Linked DNA regions of Mus musculus: regions 1 and 2 are each linked to region 3. A link is a contact called in public promoter capture Hi-C data. All regions are on one chromosome and are shown on one strand. The core of a region is the stretch at or near the end of the contact, and the rest is flanking DNA. Distances in the headings are between cores, read along the strand shown. Region 1 holds the start of Cenpx (centromere protein X). Region 2 holds the start of Baiap2 (brain-specific angiogenesis inhibitor 1-associated protein 2). Region 3 holds the start of Nploc4 (NPL4 homolog, ubiquitin recognition factor).

Region 1 (3,439 bases), core at 69-2,568, 280 kb after region 3:
GCGGCAGATTGGCCAGGCATCTGGAATGGCTTGAGAACTGAAAGGTTGGTGGTAGTTTGTGAGGTGGAGATGAGAGGGAGAATCCAGAGGCCTAGGAATCCCGTGAGAGCACCAAAGGTGAGCCATGAGGAGCCCCCGAGCATCTGTGCAGTGTGTGAAGCCGAGACCACTCAAGTTTGCCTAGTCCAGAACAGAATGGGGAACGACCAGGGAAAGGCAAAAGGTAGGCAGCGACAGGCACCCACGACCCTCGAAGTGGATGGCCTACAAAGAAAGGTGAGTTTGGATTCACGAGCGTCAGCCACAGAGAAGCCTTGATACCCACTCGCTGCAGAGGGGCACGGGTGGAAATGGACACAGGCACAGGTGAACTTGTTAGTTGGGCCAGGAGGGTCCATGAACGACTACGTGAGAGCAGCGCCACCTGCTGGTCCCCCCCCCCCCGTCCCCGCTCGCTACCAGAGGGCCCCAGTCCCACGAACCCCAACAGCAGACTGACAGACAGCACCTGGGCAGAAGCCCATGTCAGAGCCAGGGCTGGACTACAGCTACGCAGGCTGTTTCATGGAAGTGTGGATGTGACTGCTGGAGGGTAGGATTAGGGTAAACCCGTGGCACCTCAAACTCCTGTTCCTGGCCAGAAGGCCACAGCCTGAAATGTAAGCCCCTCCCTTCCTGTCACTCTTTCCTGAGACAGCCCACTCCCCATAGTTCAGTGAACTATCACAACTCCGGTCACGGTCAAAGCCCCCAAAACTCTACTCAAGTACTGAACGGAGTGCGGAGGCCAGGCTGAACTCTGCACAGGGCGCGCGCTGGCCTGATGCCAAGAGCCGACCCCTCAGGTGGCACCACTCATCGTAGAATGGAGCGCCTCTGCTTAAGTTTCCCGCACGTGGGCGAGTCCTCCCAAACCTGTCACTGAGAGATGGCCTCGGCCCGAGCAGTGGAGGCTCGCATCAGTGTGCCTCGCGCACTCCCATCGGCCGAGTTGGAAAAAGGCCCTGTGGTCCCTCCCGAGAAGACCCCTTGTAGCCAGCCTGGATGTGCCACTGGTCGTCCAGCTTGTTAATCTACAGACCCGCTCAGTCCAGCCGCAGAGCGCGCGGGCTGCTCCCACCCTGCTGCCAGGCCCCCACCAAAGACACGGTAACACATCGATAAGGCTGACTTCGAGCATGCACGACTGTCTCGCGGGGATCCGCAACGCCCGAGTGTGCCTGCCACTATTCCAGAGGCCTCACCTTCCGGAAGCCACTGTTTCCCTCCATGGCCACAGTCTCGATGTGCACTCTCCGGAACCCTCCCACATCCCAACCAATGAACGTGGAACGCGACCCTGAGGTCCCGCCTCCAATCCCAGCAGCCAATCATCCAAGCGTTCCCCAAGCCGGGACTTGAGTTCCAGCTCAAGCCCGCCTTTCACTTTCATTGGTCTACCAATAGCCATGCCTTCCGCAATGCCTCCTGGGAGATGTAGTTCCTATCCTTCCCGGCGCACCACACTCTTCCTGGATACTGAGGCGCGAGGAACCGCGTCCTGCCACACCAGCGACCCGAGGCTACGTCGCGAGGGCGGGCTGGGGGCCACAGGGCCAGACTAGGGTATGTGCAACGCGTATACTTGCTCTTCTAGGCCAGTGTTCTGCTGCGCTCCAACTCTATCTCCAAACCCCTTCCTCGAGCCATTCCAACCTCCTTTCTATTCCACATTTCTAGGCCTCCCCTTATATAGGGCCAGCTCAGCTCATCTCCGCGTACACGCCCTAGGGAAAGGGGCTCCCAGCCTTCGGCCTAGCAAGCTAATGTGTATCCTGTCTCCAGGGGCATGCTTGCGAGGCTCCGTCAGCATTCGGGGACATGGAGGAGTTCCGGCGCTCCTACAACCGCCTCTGCGAGGAGAGTGGGGCTGAGCCCCAGGAGGCTGTTCTGCAGCAACTGCACCAGCTTCCGAAGGGCGGACTGGACCTGACTACTCAGAGCCTGACGGTGGAGACCTGCAGGGCCCTCGGCAAGCTGCTGCATAAGGAGACGCTGTTGAAGGAGCTTGTCCTCAGCGACTGCATGCTGAGTGAAGAAGGTGAAGCCAGTGGCCTCCGCACCTGAAACGTCAGAGTTGGGTTCAATCAAACACTTTTCCTCGGGGCTAGCCTCAGAGCGGGTGTCTGTGAGCAGGAAAGTCTTTGCGTGTCCAGGCCTCTCTGCTCTCTCCTCTCTTCCTGCACCTTTTCCAAAACCTGGGAACAGAGGTCAGTGTCACTGTAATAGAGAAGCCTTAATGTTCCCAGCTTTCACGGTTCCCCATGCCGGCTTGAGAAAGATAAGGTCTGGCAAGCTCAAAAACTGTTTCTGACGTGGCCTTACGGCAAGCCAGAACAGTGGTACCACTGTCTGAGTAGCAGCTCTGATGTCACTGAGTAGCAGCGCCAGCTCCAGTGACAGCCCTCTCTTCCAACTATCTTTACACAGGGTCCACACTGCTGTTCCAAGGGCTGTGTGCCAACACCAGTGTGCAGCATCTGGATCTAAAGGTGAGCGGGCTTGGGATGCTGCTAAAGTCAGGAAAACTAGGATCTGGCCACCACAACGTTGCCTAGAGCTATCTCCTAGCCTCTCCCACCACCTGGAGTCTCTGTGGTTCAAATGTGGTATCCAGAGCCAGGGTAACAAGAACTGACTGGCCAGGGTGTTCCTTTTGTAGGGCAACAACCTCCGAGCTACAGGAGCTGAGGCTCTGGGAAAGCTCCTTCGACAGAACAAGTCTATTCAGAGGTAGGTAGGCCTCGCCTGCACCTCACGTTTTCCTCCCTGTGTGGCCTAGGGTCCTGTAACCAGCTCACTTCCCACTACCTACCAAGGTTCTGCCCCCATGAGTAGTGAATAACCTGGTTAATCCTGGCCTTCCACATGCCCTGGGCTCCATGGGAGGAGTGTTCTGCTGAGCCAAAAACACGTGTCCACCCTTCCTGTAGCCTCACGCTGGAGTGGAACAACCTTGGCACGTGGGAAGATGCCTTTGCCACCTTCTGTGGGGGTCTGGCAGCCAATAGTGCCCTGCGGCAGCTGGACCTCCGAAACAACCAGATCAGTCACAAGGGAGCAGAGGAACTGGCCCTGGCCCTGAAGGGCAACACCACCCTCCAACAGCTGGGTGAGGTCTCCTGAATTCTGCTGTACGCCCGTGAGACCTAGGTCCATTGGGCTGTATTAAGTTGCACCCTGTCCCTCTGGTGATGGAGAGGTTAGCCTGGGCTCCTGGCTATACTGGCAGCCACCACGGGCAGTGAAGCACCAGAGAAAGTATCCTCTGCTGGGCCAGCCTTCCATACAACTGAATGACAGCAGGTTTCCTTCCAGACCTGCGCTGGAATAACATTGGCCTCCTGGGGGGCCGGGCTCTGGTGAACTGTCTCCCCAGCAACAGAACCCTGTGGAAGCT
Region 2 (3,392 bases), core at 547-3,046, 490 kb before region 3:
AGCTCTGAGCTGCAGGCAGGTTTGAGACACTGTCCTGACACCCTCTTCCCACTGTGGGTTTCTGCTGCAGCTGGCCAGCCTCCTGCCTGGGACATGGACAGACCTGAGTCTGCCACCCATGTAGCACAGAAATGGGGTGACTATGGGTAGGCAGGCCCAGGAAAGAGTCTTGGGATGTTGTGGAAGGGGGAGTGGTCCAAGCCATGGGAACTTTTCTTGGGGGAGCTTCTCTGCCCTTTTTCAGACAGACCCCAAGTGTTTGCTGCCAGCCTCCACCTCTAGTTCTCCTCCATGGCCTTGGCCTGGGGCAAGCATGGAGGAGTTGCTTCTACCCCAGTGCACAGCTCCTTGTTGGCTTTCTGATCAGTGAGGGGATCAGTGTGTGCTTGAGTAGGCACCATACCATGCTGGTCTAAATGGACTAGAAAGTGAGATGAAGGGGCAGCTGTAACCAACCAGTCGCAGTGAACAGTAATTGACAAGTCCTTATTTGACAGCCAGTTAGTTTAAGCTGGCTTTCTGTCACAAGAAGAACCCAAGAAAAGACAGATACACAGAGATGTACACAGAGATGTACATAGACGACAAGGAAACAGAGGACAGTGGGCTGAATTCCTTCTCCTTACACATGTAGCAAAGTGAATAGGGGCCGTCTGAGTCCCCTGCTGAGGCTTGACAGCCGCGCCTTGGATTTGTGTCCTCTGGGTTGTTGGAGTGGTGTAACCAGCTGTCCAGGAAATGGATGCTGGAGTGTTATGTTTAATTAAAAGGAAACATTCAGCTCTGGTGTTTTACAATGTAAAGCAAATAATTCCTCTCTGTTCGTCTAATTGATGTAAATATTTCTTCAAAGGGAACCGCGTTGGAACCCCGTGTGCCAACCTGGTCAGTTTTCTCAGCCAAGCCTTACCCTTCCTTAAACCATCAGCTACTGGGCAATTCCAAGCTGTGCTGAGAGGCTCCTCCCCCGGAGCTATCCACCCAACTCCCGCCCCCGCCCCAATTCCCTTCCGAACCACCCCATGGAACTCGCTCCACGTCTCCCTCGCTCCTCTCTTGGGTCCTCTTCCCGGAATTCTAGACCCAACTGTCGGCCGCCACCCTCCGTTCAGCACCAGTCCACCACAAGCACCCGCCCCAGGGCCCACCCTGTCCCGATCCTGCCTCCAGGGCTCAGGGTTCTCCCGCTAGAGTTCAGCACCTTCCTCCGTCTCCACCTACTCCGGCTCCGGGTTTCCTCCCTTCCGGAAGACCGTCCAGGGTCGACGCACGCCTCGCCGACTCACCTGCAATAGCGCGGGAGCCACCGGCCCCTGTCGCGCACTCCTGAGGGACCCTTGAGGGCCTGCAGCTCGGATCGCTGCCTCCCGAGTGCCGCCTCCACGCGCGCTCGCGCCGGTGCCACCCGCACCGCCCACACCCCGCGCTAGCTCTTCCTGCGCCACCCCGCCCCCGCTTTCCGCCCCCAGCCCGGCTGTCGCTCCGACCCCCTCAGGCAGCTCCAGGGCCTCAGCGCGCCGCGCCTCCGCCTCCCAGCGGCCGACCAATTGCCGCTCGGAGCCGGCCTCCGAGTCCCTCCTCTAGCTCCGCCCTTCGCCCCCGCCTCCGAAATCTACCAATAGAAAAGACGGCGCAGGAGCGGGCCTGGCGGTTGCCTAGCAGCGGCTAGGCTGGGCGGGGGCGGACAGCCGGGGGCGGTGATCCGGGCGCGGCGGGGGCGGGGCCCGGAGGCGGGGTTTTTGTGGGGTGGGGCCTTCAGCGGCTATAAAAGCAGCGGCCGCCGGGCGCCGCGCTCTGTGGTCCTGGTCTGCGCGCCTTTTCCTGTTGCTGCAGTTGTCGCTTTCCTCACCGCCACCCGTGCCCCTGCTCTGGTCTGTGGTGTAGCCGGGACCCAGGACCATGTCGCTTTCACGCTCGGAGGAGATGCACCGGCTCACGGAAAATGTCTACAAGGTGAGTTTCCAGCGCGGCTCCGAGTCGCCCCTAGGTCTTCAGGCCCGAGCAGGGCACCGGCTCCCGGACTGCGGGTGTGGTGGACCGATCTTCCGTTGGTCACAGGTGGCCGCGCCCGCCCAGGGTCCTTACGCCCGCCGCGGCCCGCGCCGTCCCCGAGCACGAGTGGACGCCCCCACCCCGACGGCGCCGCTCAGCCCCCGCGCGCTCCCTCAGTACGCCTGTCTGTCCTGGCGTCCGGAGGGACCGAGATGTTCAGGGCCTGGGCTGCTCTGCGATCTGGCCTGGTCCGCTGCATCCCAGAGTGAGGGGAACAAGGAGCGGGGGCGGCGTGGAGGTTGCAGGCTGCTGCGGGCGGTCGCCCTGCGCTTGCTTGGCGCGGTGGCACCGTGGGGCTCTTCTAGGTGCTGTTATGCCAGCCTCTGGGCACTTTCTCTTCAACAGGCTTTCCCTTTCCACAACTCCTTTACGAGTGTTAATGGACGTGGCCCAAAGTGGGAGGTCGAGCTCGGACAGGTTGGATGGGTGGACAGATAATCCATCATCTTATGTAACCGCAGAGGGAGAAGACTAATTGTGTAGGAGGCTGACGCGCCTGCTTTTGCTTCTGATATGTGTTAAGAGTCTCGCATTCACATACTAATCTGTGAAATGACAGTTTCTCATGGAAGAACTGCAGAGCCTTGTGCAAGCCCCCTGGTGTCATGTTATGTCCATGCTTTGGGTACAGATGGACGGGCCATTTCCTATTTCTTCACCATGGGTTCTCACAGCCCTGGCCCCTTACCCTCAACAGCACAGCCTGGGGCTCCCTGATGGCATCAGGTCCGCTGCAGTTCTCAGTGACATTTTTTTTTTCAAGAGAGAAATTCCTGCCCTGCCCTGTGCATGGCAGTCCTCTTTACAAAGCTGTGCTTTATTTCAAAACTGTCTTAAGGGTGAGTGAAAGGCTTTCCACCAGCCACTAGGTTTTCACATGGAGTTGCTGGTTCATGGCTAAATGGGATTGTGCTCTGCTCGAGAGCAACAGTTTCTGATTGTATGAACCAACCATGGTTGTGCCTTTCTAGGCAATGGCCTGTGAAACCCTCATAGCTGTGCTTGCTCTGTTGCCTACAGCAGATGGAAGCCTCCAGGGTGGCTGCTTAGGTTTCAGCTGGAGTCCCGGGGGCAGATTATACTTTAATTCATCATTTAATAAAGGCTTTAGAGTTGTAGTTACATGGGTCTGGAGGAACCTTGAAGGTGGGTGTAGGGGCTGAAGGAGCTCTAAAACCATGTTCAAGCTGCCGGCAAACAAGATTGAGAACAGCCTTTTGTTCTTTATGTTTAGTATCTGTAGACTCCATGGTATATGTTCCCCTCTTGTTGGTCTGCGGAAGCACATGCTGTCGGGAGAGGGAGGTTTATTAAATTATTAGTCATTAGTTCCATTACAG
Region 3 (3,750 bases), core at 1,126-3,625:
GTACATGCAGACAAAAACAAAATACATAAATAAATTTAAAAATAAAAAAGTCAAATGTGTGGAAACAAGCAGCAGTAGCTCCACGTATCTGGGAAGCTGAGGAATTTGAGCACTGAAGATAGAAGACAGCCTGGACAACATAGCTGAGTCTGGGTCACAACGTAAAAAAACAAAAACAAACAAGCAAACAAAAAAAAAAAACCCAAAAAGATCAAAATTAAAAGAATAGACATTTTCTTGGGGGCTGGAGAGATGTCTCAGCAGTTAAGAGCACCGACTGTTCTTCCAAAGGTCCTGAGTTCAAATTCCAGCAAGCACATGGTGGCTTACAATCATCCGTAATGAGATCTGACGCCCTCTTCTGGTGTGTCTGAAGACAGCTACAGTGTACTTACATATAATAAATAAATAAATCTTTTTAAAAAGAAAAGGAAAGAAAAGAAAAGAAATTTTCTTGGAAGAGTGGTTGAGTTTTTAACATTATTCCTACAGAAATTCTTTGAAGACCCCCTTTGAATTCAAAACAAACACGCCTGGAGAGGTGGCTCAGCAGGTACACACACTCACTCTCTGCTCCCGCAGAGCATCTCAGTTCAGTCCCCAGGATCCACAATTGCCTGCCTATAACTTAAGCCCTAGGGGATCCAACACCTTTAGCTTCTAGCAACAACTGCCCTCATGTGTTCACACCCACATATACACATAATTCTTTCCAAATGAGGCTAGTGAGCTGGCTTATGCACAAAGAGCACTGCTTGCTCTTCCAGGGGAACTGGTTCAATTCCCAGCACCCACACAGTCTCTCCCAGCCTGTTCCTGAGGATCCAAAGCCTACTCTGCCCTCCTTAACAACCAGTTGTGGTACACATAGATGAAGGTAAAGCGCCCATACACATAAAATAAATACATAGGTCTTAAAAGCAAAACTCCTAAAATCAACTTCTGAAGAGTATATTAATTCCTTACAACCTGAGAAAGTCGATTTAAGACCCACTGATGCCCAAGTCAGCCTTTGGAACACCTGAACACACTGCTTAACCTCAGTAAAGAGCATTTAAATAAATAGAAATTTAAAAAGCGGATTGACCTACTGATACCTCACCTATTTCTAGGCAAGTCATCTGTGATGGTAAATTTAAGTTTTAAAACTAAGTCAGCCTTTCTTTCTCAGGTTTCTCTGCATCGTCTGCATCCAGGATAGAAAATACAGAGAACAGAAGACCCCTAAATGGAGCTGTGAGGAAAGAGAAGCTGCCCTCAGAGAAAAGCCTTAACTCTTAGCCTGCCATAAATGTCTGCAGTGAGATAAGTGAGGTGGGAGGATGTCAAGGTCAAGGATGGCCTGGGACAAAGTAGTAAGACTGTCTCAAAACACAAACAAAACTCAAGAGCTATACTTCCCTGGAAATCCAGAGAGATGTGATGTTCTCGAATGCAGGAAACCACTGAAGAGCTGTTTCAGGCCTAAGGCAACCACCATGATTCCGATCCCATGGAAATCCCCAATATTCCTCCATGTTGGCCCTAGTTATTCTGTCAGAACGGGTCTGTTACTCCTATCACTTCCCAACCCCTGCCACATATGCTCTGGAGAGAAACTCCCACAGGTTAACAAACGGCTGGTTTTCCTCTCCTTTTACTGACTTATTTCATGGGGCTGGGGGTGACAGTCTCTACTGTCAGGCTAAAAGTGAAATCGGCCTTCTTTATGACACTCCTTTTAAACAGGTGGTCGTCAAGTCGCCTGTGTCAAAGAGGAGCCAATCCCGCCTGTTTTGGGTTGGCCCCCATGGCCGCGTCCTCTGTGGGAAAAGGGTTCCCCTAATGATGCCCTTTTCTTCTCCGGTCGACTCTTCCGGAGTGAAATCGTGACGAGGCACTGTCGGGATGGAGGAGGAGAGAAGGACGTACCGGGCTTCGGGGCCTGGGAGGAGGCCGAGGTCCCTCAGAGCAACCTGCAGCAGCGGGGAAGAAGAAGGCCGCTCCGTTCCGACCGCTCGGCCTCCTTCCCGCCAGCCTTTCCGGGCTCGGCCAGGGCAGGTACCTCCTCAAACCCGGGGCGAGCGAGGAGGAGCCACCGGCTCCGAGCACCGTCCGGCGCTGGCCCGCCCAGGACACCCGCAAATCTGCTGCCTCATCCCAGCGCCCCGCTCCCTCCCGGCCGCCGCACTCACGATGCTCTCGGCCATGGCGGCCGCTCCAGTCTCCGGGCTCGGGCCCCGGGCTCCCGCCGCCTGTCTCCCCAAGGGCCTCGCAGCCCCGGCCTCGGCCTCAGCCCCGGCCCCGGCCTCCCGCCGCCGCCGCCACCGCCGCTCCAGCTTCGCCGCCCGGCTCCGCCAGTGCCGATGTCCGGTGCTTCGCTCAACACACTCCGCCAGGCGGAGAGAGAGGCGAAACAAGGTTCCGGCCCCGCCAACGGCCGCGCGCATGCGCCAAGTGGTGCCGCGCGTCCCTCGTCCGTGCCCCCTCGCCCCCCACCCCCTTCCCCTAGGCTGGGCCCAGGACCCTGGGTTCAGAAGACTGTGACAGGAGAGCCATATTCCTGAAAGTTCGAGCAATGAAAAAAAGCTGCAAGAAAAGGCGAGCGTCGAGATCTCGCTCAAATATAACCGTTACGGAAGTTTTGTACTGTCTTCACAATTTTCCAGCAATGAGCTGGAGTTTCTCCCTTTGTACTGAACTTTGTAACTGCATATGATTTGAAGTAGAAGACTTTTGAAATTTCTTAAGAGGCTAAACGCCTCCGAATTTTTATTTGATTTTTTTGTTGGTTTTTTTTTTTTTTTTTTTTTTTGGCTTCTGTTTTTTTTTTTTTTTTTAAGACAGGGTCTCACTAAATACAACCTTGGCTGTAGACCAGGTTGGCTTGGAACTCACAGTGCTGGGCCTGCCTCAGTGCTGGGATTGAAAGGCAGGCCCCCTTTCCTGCCTCCGATGGTTCGATTTATGAGTGTACTAAACTCCGATTATGTTTTAGACTGTTTTATTTATTTGTTGTTTTAGATATAATATATTTTACTGTGTACATTATATATTGTATATAATGTATATTTATACAATATGTTTTATTGAAAGAACTTGTTAAGACATAGTGTTGGCTGTCCTGGATCTAGCTCTGTAAACCAGGCTGGCCTTGAACTAACAGAGATCCACCTACCTCTGCCTCCCCAGTGCTGGGATTAAGGTTCTGTACCACCACCACCCAACTAAACTTTTTTTTAAAGTTTTTAATATATTTTATATGTATAAATGTTTTGCCTGCATGGATTTGGCTGCACCACAAGTGCCTGATACCTGAGAACATCAGAAGAGGGAGTGGATCCCTTGGAACTAGAGTTTCAGATGATTGAGACCCACCATGTGGGTACTGGAAACCAAAACCAAATCCTCTGGTACAGCACCAAGCACCACTCCAGCCCTGACCTTGAACTTTCGATCTACCTGACTCTGCCTCCTCTTGCTGGGGTTACAGGAGTGTGTCATCACACCCAATTCTGTGGACACTGCGGTAAAACCCAGGCTTCTTAGGAAAGCTCTCTACAAAGTTGTGCACATCCAAGGCCCATTTCTATCCTCGTCTCATGTAGTCCAAGCTGGTTTCAAGTCTGAAATCTTCCTATCTGCTTCCTGGGTGATGGGATTATAGGTGTACACCCCCACACCCGGCTCCCCTCTTAAGTCCATCGAACCATCACTGTCAATGTCAGTGCTGATAACACACAGTTCTGTAACCTCTGTTATTTAATTTGG

The links. Promoter capture Hi-C pulls out the DNA fragments that hold promoters and counts their contacts. Capture Hi-C pulls out chosen DNA fragments and counts their contacts.
Region 1: a promoter capture Hi-C map of erythroid cells shows a contact between it and region 3, with 5 times the contacts expected there. The contact joins the promoter of Cenpx here to the promoter of Nploc4 in region 3. A contact is called at or near these places in 3 of 39 promoter capture datasets (the C10 cell line, the SN4741 cell line and erythroid cells), 1 of 484 Hi-C or Micro-C datasets (embryonic stem cells), 2 of 115 datasets of contacts at active chromatin or transcription factors (large pre-B cells and pancreatic cancer cells) and 3 of 9 other capture datasets (adipose tissue, liver and pancreatic islet).
Region 2: a promoter capture Hi-C map of adipose tissue shows a contact between it and region 3. The contact joins the promoter of Baiap2 here to the promoter of Nploc4 in region 3. A contact is called at or near these places in 3 of 39 promoter capture datasets (liver and stem cell-derived epiblast-like cells) and 1 of 9 other capture datasets (adipose tissue).

What each region holds. Positions count from the first base shown.
Region 1 is chr11:120,712,449-120,715,887 of GRCm38.p6, forward strand. It overlaps Cenpx (centromere protein X), which reads right to left and starts at 1,319. Exons shown (of 5, transcript NM_016665.2): 1 at 1,245-1,319. The coding sequence starts at 1,271. Lrrc45 (leucine rich repeat containing 45) reads left to right here and starts at 1,505. Exons shown (of 18, transcript NM_153545.2): 1 at 1,505-1,605; 2 at 1,825-2,080; 3 at 2,470-2,531; 4 at 2,702-2,772; 5 at 2,973-3,151; 6 at 3,358-3,439. The coding sequence starts at 1,861.
Region 2 is chr11:119,941,296-119,944,687 of GRCm38.p6, forward strand. Baiap2 (brain-specific angiogenesis inhibitor 1-associated protein 2) reads left to right here and starts at 1,797. Exons shown (of 14, transcript NM_130862.4): 1 at 1,797-1,953. The coding sequence starts at 1,900. Gm11767 (a long non-coding RNA gene) reads right to left here and starts at 1,799. Exons shown (of 5, transcript XR_001780400.2): 1 at 1,287-1,799.
Region 3 is chr11:120,435,325-120,439,074 of GRCm38.p6, forward strand. Nploc4 (NPL4 homolog, ubiquitin recognition factor) reads right to left here and starts at 2,376. Exons shown (of 17, transcript NM_001195023.1): 1 at 2,175-2,376. The coding sequence starts at 2,189.